2 separate regions of the Astyanax mexicanus genome follow, and region 1 is linked to region 2. The links are chromatin contacts, called in public Hi-C maps. All regions are on one chromosome and are shown on one strand. The core of a region is the stretch at or near the end of the contact, and the rest is flanking DNA. Distances in the headings are between cores, read along the strand shown. Region 1 holds the start of ergic3 (ERGIC and golgi 3). Region 2 holds the start of pigu (phosphatidylinositol glycan anchor biosynthesis, class U).

Evidence for each region. A called contact is a pair of places that touch in the nucleus more often than the background predicts.
Region 1: a contact with region 2 is called in a Hi-C map of muscle, with 2.7 times the contacts expected there. The contact joins the promoter of ergic3 here to the promoter of pigu in region 2. A contact is called at or near these places in 2 of 3 Hi-C or Micro-C datasets (blood and muscle).

The regions. Positions count from the first base shown.
Region 1 is chr5:58,219,998-58,223,628 of AstMex3_surface, reverse strand. It overlaps ergic3 (ERGIC and golgi 3), which reads left to right and starts at 1,513. Exons shown (of 13, transcript XM_007258500.4): 1 at 1,513-1,663; 2 at 2,350-2,420; 3 at 3,056-3,143. The coding sequence starts at 1,576.
Region 2 is chr5:58,076,090-58,079,978 of AstMex3_surface, reverse strand. It overlaps pigu (phosphatidylinositol glycan anchor biosynthesis, class U), which reads right to left and starts at 2,136. Exons shown (of 12, transcript XM_022675289.2): 1 at 1,984-2,136; 2 at 768-832; 3 at 606-665. The coding sequence starts at 2,113. It overlaps si:dkey-6e2.2, which reads left to right and starts at 2,371. Exons shown (of 4, transcript XM_007258495.4): 1 at 2,371-2,598. The coding sequence starts at 2,556. The region is part of intron 1 of LOC125802290 (a long non-coding RNA gene); the gene reads right to left.

The DNA of each region.
Region 1 (3,631 bases), core at 264-2,763, 140 kb before region 2:
ACGTGCCACAAAACATAGTTTAGTGTCCATAACTCCACTCTCTCATCGTAACGCAGCTTGACTGACAAGGAGGGTCCGCATCAAGCACTTCCTGTGTGTTAGACCCTCCCTTTCCGTCAGAAATCGCAGTTTGTAAAAGTGTTTCAGCGTTTGTAAAAGTGTTTCAGCGTTTGTAAAAGTGTTTCAGCGTTTGTAAAAGTGTTTTAGCGTTTGTAAAAGTGTTTCAGCGTTTGTAAAAGTGTTTCAGCGTTTGTAAAAGTGTTTCAGCGTTTGTAAAAGTGTTTCAGCGTTTGTAAAAGTGTTTTAGCGTTTGTAAAAGTGTTTCAGTGTTTGTAAAAGTGTTTCAGTGTTTGTAAAAGTGTTTCAGTATTTGTAAAAGTGTTTTGCGTCTTGTAAATTTGTTTTAAGTTTTGTAAATGTGTTTTAGTTTTTGTAATTTTGTTTTCTGACATGTTAATTTGTTTTGCACTTCAGGGCCACCGTAGGATCTGCATTACTGAGCCTGAAATATAGAAAATTATTAACAGTGTAAATATCATTCAACCTGTTTTATCCAGCTACATAACATACACAATCTGCCATAACCTTAAACAGTAATTGATCTACAGATCTACAGTAACTGATCTACAGATCTACAGTAACTGATCTACAGTAACTGATCTACAGATTTACAGTAACTGATCTACAGATCTACAGTAACTGATCTACAGTAACTGATCTACAGTAACTGATCTACAGATTTACAGTAACTGATCTACAGTAACTGATCTACAGTAACTGATCTACAGATCTACAGTAACTGATCTACAGTAACTGATCTACAGTAACTGATCTACAGATCTACAGTAACTGATCTACAGTAACTGATCTACAGATTTACAGTAACGGATCTACAGTAAATGCTCTACAGATCTACAGTAACTGATCTACAGTAACTGATCTACAGATCTACAGTAACTGATCTACAGTAACAGATCTACAGTAACTGATCTACATATCTACAGTAACTAATCTACAGTAACTGATCTACAGTAACTGATCTACATATCTACAGTAACAGATCTACAGTAACTGATCTACAGATCTACAGTAACTGATCTACAGTAACTGATCTACAGTAACTGATCTACAGTAACTGATCTACATATCTACAGTAACAGATCTACAGTAACTGATCTACAGATCTACAGTAACTGATCTACAGTAAATGCTCTACAGATCTACAGTAACTGATCTACAGTAACTGATCTACAGTAACTGATCTACAGATCTACAGTAACTAATCTACAGATCTACAGTAACTGATCTACAGTAAATGCTCTACAGATCTACAGTAACTGATCTACAGCTCTACAGTAACTGATCTACAGTAACTGATCTACAGTAACAGATCTACAGTAACTGATCTACAGATCTACAGTAACTGATCCACAATAACTGATCTACAGCAGATCCTCAGACAGTAAATCCCGTGTTGTGTAGATCTATAGTAACCGACGCGGTGTGATCTGATTGGCAGAGAGAGTGCGGTGTATCCGGTGCGGAGCGGAAGTGAACCGGATCGCAGAGGGAAAGATGGAGGCGCTGAATAAACTGAAGCAGTTTGACGCTTATCCCAAAACTCTGGAGGACTTCAGGATCAAAACCTGCGGCGGAGCGACCGGTGAGTTCCTGCCCCGCCCAGACCGAACCGAACCCCGGCGGGAAGCGGCGGGTCACCGCGCTACACTCACCCTGCTGTAGGAACTATCCTGTCCACCTTAAATCTCCCCGCTGCTACAGCAGTGTCGCCTGATGCGCTGGAATAGAACAGCCGCGACATTTAAGGTGGAACTCACAGTTCCTACAAACACTGAACTCAACACTGCATTTTACTGAAGATTTAAATGAAGCTTTAAAGTGAAACAGCATTTTAACCCTGTGTGGCTGTTTTCTTATGTTTAATATATATGTAATTATAAGATTATTATATGTACCTTCATTATTTTGTTATTATTGTACTGTTTCGTTATTTTGTATGTGGCTATTTTGTTTACTTTCACTTATTAAAACACTGTTATGAATTGTTGCCTCTACTAAACATTATGCAGCTACAAAACGAAGCGAGCATGATAAATCAGTGGTTCTTATTTTATTCATGTAAAAACTGGATCTAAATAGTAGGCTAAAATATATATTTTCTAAACAAATACAAAGATCATGCTATAGGGGGTTAAACTGAGCTCAGGTGCTGCTGTCCAGCGATCAATTTAATAATGAAGTTAATAATAGAACAGAATAGTATTCTGCTGTGCTAAACTAAGAGAATTCGTATTAAACCCTGAAGACTAACTTTTTCCCTGTTTTCAGTTACGATCATCAGCGGACTGATCATGCTGATCCTGTTTTTCTCAGAGTTACAGTATTATCTTACCAAGGAGGTGAGTGTGCTTTAAATTAACATAAAATAAATAATCACTGTAATTTAAATACTAATCTTATTATTAATATTAATTTTAAGAAACACAATACAGGAAGATGATAAATGCTGCACTGAACAACTAGATTTATACACAGAGCCCCTTTCCTCCCCTATACTCTCACCACACTTAACCCCCCGACCCCACTCCTTCTTATCCGTAATCATAGTAAAAACATTTATCAGTTCTAGTACTACTACCAATACCACTAATACTACTCTTAATAATAATAATTATGCTAATATTAGTACTATATCAATTTTACATTACAATTACTTTTGTTATCACTACTTCTACTACTAATTACAGTAATAGCAGTTTTAGTACCAGATTCTGCAACTACTGATAATCATTTTGTAGCACAATTAAAACATACATACAGTTTAATATAAAAACAATCTGATAAAACATAACAGTTCGAGTAGAAATGTTATACATTGTTTTCCTGTAATAGAACTAATTAATCAGTGTTGCTGATTTGTTTATACAGGCTGATGTTCTCCTGCTGTGCTCGAGGCCTGCAGAACCTTCATTGTGTCATTCTGTTTTAATGACAATTCATTAAAAATTAGGACATTTATTGTCTCTGGTTTCAGGTCCACCCTGAACTGTTTGTGGACACTTCGAGAGGAGACAAGCTGAAGATCAACATTGATGTTGTGTTTCCTCACATGCCGTGTGCCTGTGAGTAACTCTCCTGATCCCCATGTTCTGTACAAAACTGCGAGGGATTATTATTGTTTTTCATCATGTTAAAGATTAAATGTTACTGATAAATGATAAACCATGTTTAAATCATGACTGTGATTACCCAGTTTATAAAACCCAGTTCAGTAAAAATCCAAAGCTTTTACCATCACTTACTAAAATTAATATTTCCATCATAGTCTGGAGTTCTGCACCGGATCACAATATGCTCAAATATCTCAATATTACCTCATATATAACCGTAATACACTCTAATTAACAAAACCTGCAGTACAACACAGTGAAGTAACGTTACGACTAGATTATATGACATATAAAATGTAATATAGTATAAATATAATATAAATAATATATATTTTTTTTAACCAGTCCATCAATAAGCTCTTCAGCTCGGACTTTTTATTTACTCTTTATTCTCCGGAAGAATTCTCTTTTGAAGCTGCAATTCTATTTCTTGAAAAATT
Region 2 (3,889 bases), core at 887-3,386:
AAATAAAATAACATTGCTGTTCCCGTAAATGAGCTGCTGGAGCTCCTTCACAGCGTCAACCAGCAGCTCAGTTTTACTCTGCTGAGAAGAGTTTGTTGAACACGTCCAGGTAGCTGCACCGTTACAATAGCAATCCACCAAAGACAGAGCTCACCTGATCTACTCTTAAAGAGAATGATGAAGAAGAGACGCTCTGATTGGTTTATTATTTCACGTTACGCCCAAAATTATAATAAACTCACACCCATGATTAATTAAGAGAATTAGTACAGCCTTTTGTGTGTTTCAACTTGAGCAAGGTGTACTTTTCCCGTTGTTACGATAGCAAAGACACACTGACACCACGCCCTACATCAAGCTGCATGGTACACGGTTGGACTATGGATGACTAAAATTGAGCCCATTGTATTCATACCTATACACACAAGCACAGCTAGTATAATATGGAGGATAGAGGAAAAGAGAAGAGTGTGACAGGGATGGGATTTATTTCACTTTCTTGCAGAAGATTTACAATAAATTGAAAATTATACATATTTACTATAAACACAGACAGGGATATAAAGAGAATGAGACGTAATCAATATAAGACTTCAAATACTCACCATAAACACAATCTCTGCATAGTCCACAACAAAATGAAAGAGGTATATGATGAGGGGCGTCTAAAACAAGGGAGAAACACAGACACACACTAATCTCTAATATCTGCAGTAAGCAGTGATTTAATAAATCAGATCACACGTCTCTGAAACTACAGAACTCACTTCATGAAACACGTCTCCTGAGTACGGCGAGACTCCGAGGTCCAGCAGCGCCAGGCCTTCCACCACTGAGGAACACACACACACACACACACACACACTGTTTTAATACTGGAGATCTGCAGAACTCAGTATTCATATTCTTTTACTGTTTAGATCAAACTGATTGACTAGATTTGCTCCTGACCAGCACAGGGTATAATTCCAGTTGTGTGTAAGGGTTTATATTAGATAAGAGTATAATAAAATGCTGTGACATGATAAGAAGAATAAACTAAAATAGAAAATGATCAAAATAATGTGATGCTGTGATTGTATATATATAAAATAAAAATAAGAGAGCACTTTAAAACGATGAGTTTCTTTGATGTTACCAAATTGAAAACCTCTAGAATATAATCAAGAGGAAGATGCACCAGGAGTAAAGCAGCATAAAGTTATCCAAAAGCAGTGTGTAAGACTGGTGGAGGAGAACATGATGCCAAGGTGCATGAAAAAAACTGTGATTAAAAACCATCAGGATTATTCCACCAAATATGAACTTGTTTTCTTTGCATTATTTGAGGTCTGAAAGCTCTGCATCTTTTTTGTTATTTCAGTCATTTCTCATTTTCTGTAAATAAATGCTCTAAATGAGAATATTTTTATTTGTAATTTGGGAGAAATGTTGTCTGTAGTTTATTGAATAAAACAACAATGTTCATTTTACTCAAACATAAACCTATAAATAGCAAAATCAGAGAAACTGATTCAGAAACGGAAGTGCTCTCTTCATTTTTTACAGAGCTTTATGTATGTATAACATTAGATTAGCTAATTTAAAGCTATAGCTATATATATAAACTGTTGTCATTTTATATGTGTTTAAATATGCACTATTCCTATCACTGAATGATAAAACATTGTTTATTAATTGTAATAACACTAGTAGTTAACTGATAGCAGCTAGTTAGCTTAGCCTCGCTCCTGACAGGAGGTGGGGAACCCAGGTCCAGAAAGTAAAAATCCAGCCCCGGGTTTTGTACCCACTGCCAGGTCGCCTCTGCTGCGGGAGCCGCTCAGGCAGTTGGTATAAAACCCTGGGATGGAGTTTTACTTTCTGGACCTGGGTTCTCCACCTCTACTCCTGATCCATTAGAGCTGCATTAGCAACATTAGCTACATCCACAATATCCCCGCACCGCTGCGGCCCCGAGCCCCGCAGCGCCCCGCAGCCCACCTCTCTTCCACGCGCTGAGCGGCGACACGACCTCCACCCGCTCCGAGATCAGCTCCGCCAGGCTGGAGCGGAATAAAACCGCCCGAACCGTCACCGCCAGAACCAGAACAAGCGTTAAGGGAGCGGCCATCTTCACTGAGGAGACGCGCTAGCCGCCCTCACGGCGCGGGGTGCATTGTGGGAGGTGTAGTTTTTAGAGTAGCGGTTTTGCAAAGGCTCCCTGGTTCGGGTGAACCCGTAGGAAACTACAACTCCTAAAAAAACGCTTTTAAAAATCACCCCCCTTACTTCCCGTGACGACGCCGGAGTCGGCTTCTTTATTCGCCAGCTTCTTTAACCGAACTCCCCGTTCCACCTTAAAAATCCCAGCAGTTCCGTTCAGAACGCGCGCAGCAGTTCTAATGTACCCGCAGCGGTTAGAATGGAAAAGCTGCAGAATTTAAGGTGGACTGGAGAGTTCGATTAAGAAGCTGGCGGACAAGAAGCCAACTTCACCCTCGGCTTTTGTCGCGTGGATTCAACCTCCTAAAAAACATTAATCACCGCGATAAAATAATCATTTAGCGATCTTTATGTCTTCACTGAAATTAAAGCTCAACCGAAACCGATTAGGAGGTGAGCGCGCTTTTTTACACCACCAAAAACTGATGTTAGCCTAGTATTGATTTTAGTCTGCTAGGAGTGATTCTTACCGTAAACAGCGCCGCGTTTTATCCCGAGATAATTAAACAGGAGGATCAGCGGCCTAATTCGTATAAGATACAGAGTATTAAATCATTTTATGGCTCAAATTTTGCATGCATTTTTATTTTAATACTGATTTTAGGCTTTATTTCCAGTTTTTAGTGCAGAATGATAAAAACAGAGCTGCTGTTTTCTATTAGGCCACAGGAGCGCCTGTGTGTTTATATATAAAAACAGACTGATAATAAAAGAGCAGAGGCTGCTGGGAGTCTGTCTGTCTGTTCTGCTGCTAAAATTATGTATTTTTAGTTAGAATAGTAAAGCAGCTAAGCTCTGTTTTAGAGCTAGAGTTGTGTTTTTGTGATTTTGTGTTTTTAATCTGATTAAAGAGCTGATCTGTTACAAATATGCAGTTTTTAAATTTAATATAAGGGCCAGGGATGAGATATGTGTTCCATATTTAAAAAAATGTCCTATATTATTTAAAAAGTGAGGATAAACAGGCGAATCTCATGCATATATCGCATAGTTGTTTATGGTAATATATAATGTTTCTGATTTAATGAGAATATGGGTAAAATGAGATTTTTAGTTAAGCAGGAGGCTTATTCTGCTTAGATATTAAGTTTTAAATCCTTTTAAAATCCTTTTATGGCTCAAATGTTGCATGATGTAGTGCACTTTTTGTATTGGTGTTTCCATGTTTTTTTAGTAAATGCATGTTTTTTCTTTTTTTTAGTTTACTACATAATTTTTTCACACAAACCTTACAATGTATCACAATTTTTGTTGAATGCACCTTTTTTACATTGACTCCCATTGAAAGTGATGAAGGTTTCATTTCTGTCCTGTAAAATTGCTGTATTGTAGATACAAGATAAAACCCACTGCTGAGCAAAAAGAACATTGTTCTGTTACATCTGGTGTAAAAGTAACCTTTCAGAAAAAGAGCATCATACTACAGTAAAACATGGGGGTGGTAGTGTGATGATCTGGAGCTGCTTTGCTGTGTCAGGACCTGGGAGACTTGCTGTGATAAATGGAACCTGAATAAGAATCTCCGTCCATCTGTTCTTGACCTCAAGCTGAAGTGAACTTGGGTTCTGCAGCAGGACAATGACCCAAAACTCTCCAGCAGGTTCAGCTCTGATTGGCTGAGGCAAAACCGAGTGAAGACTTTGGAGTGGCCGAGTTAAAGTCCTGTAATTACTTTCATGTGAAT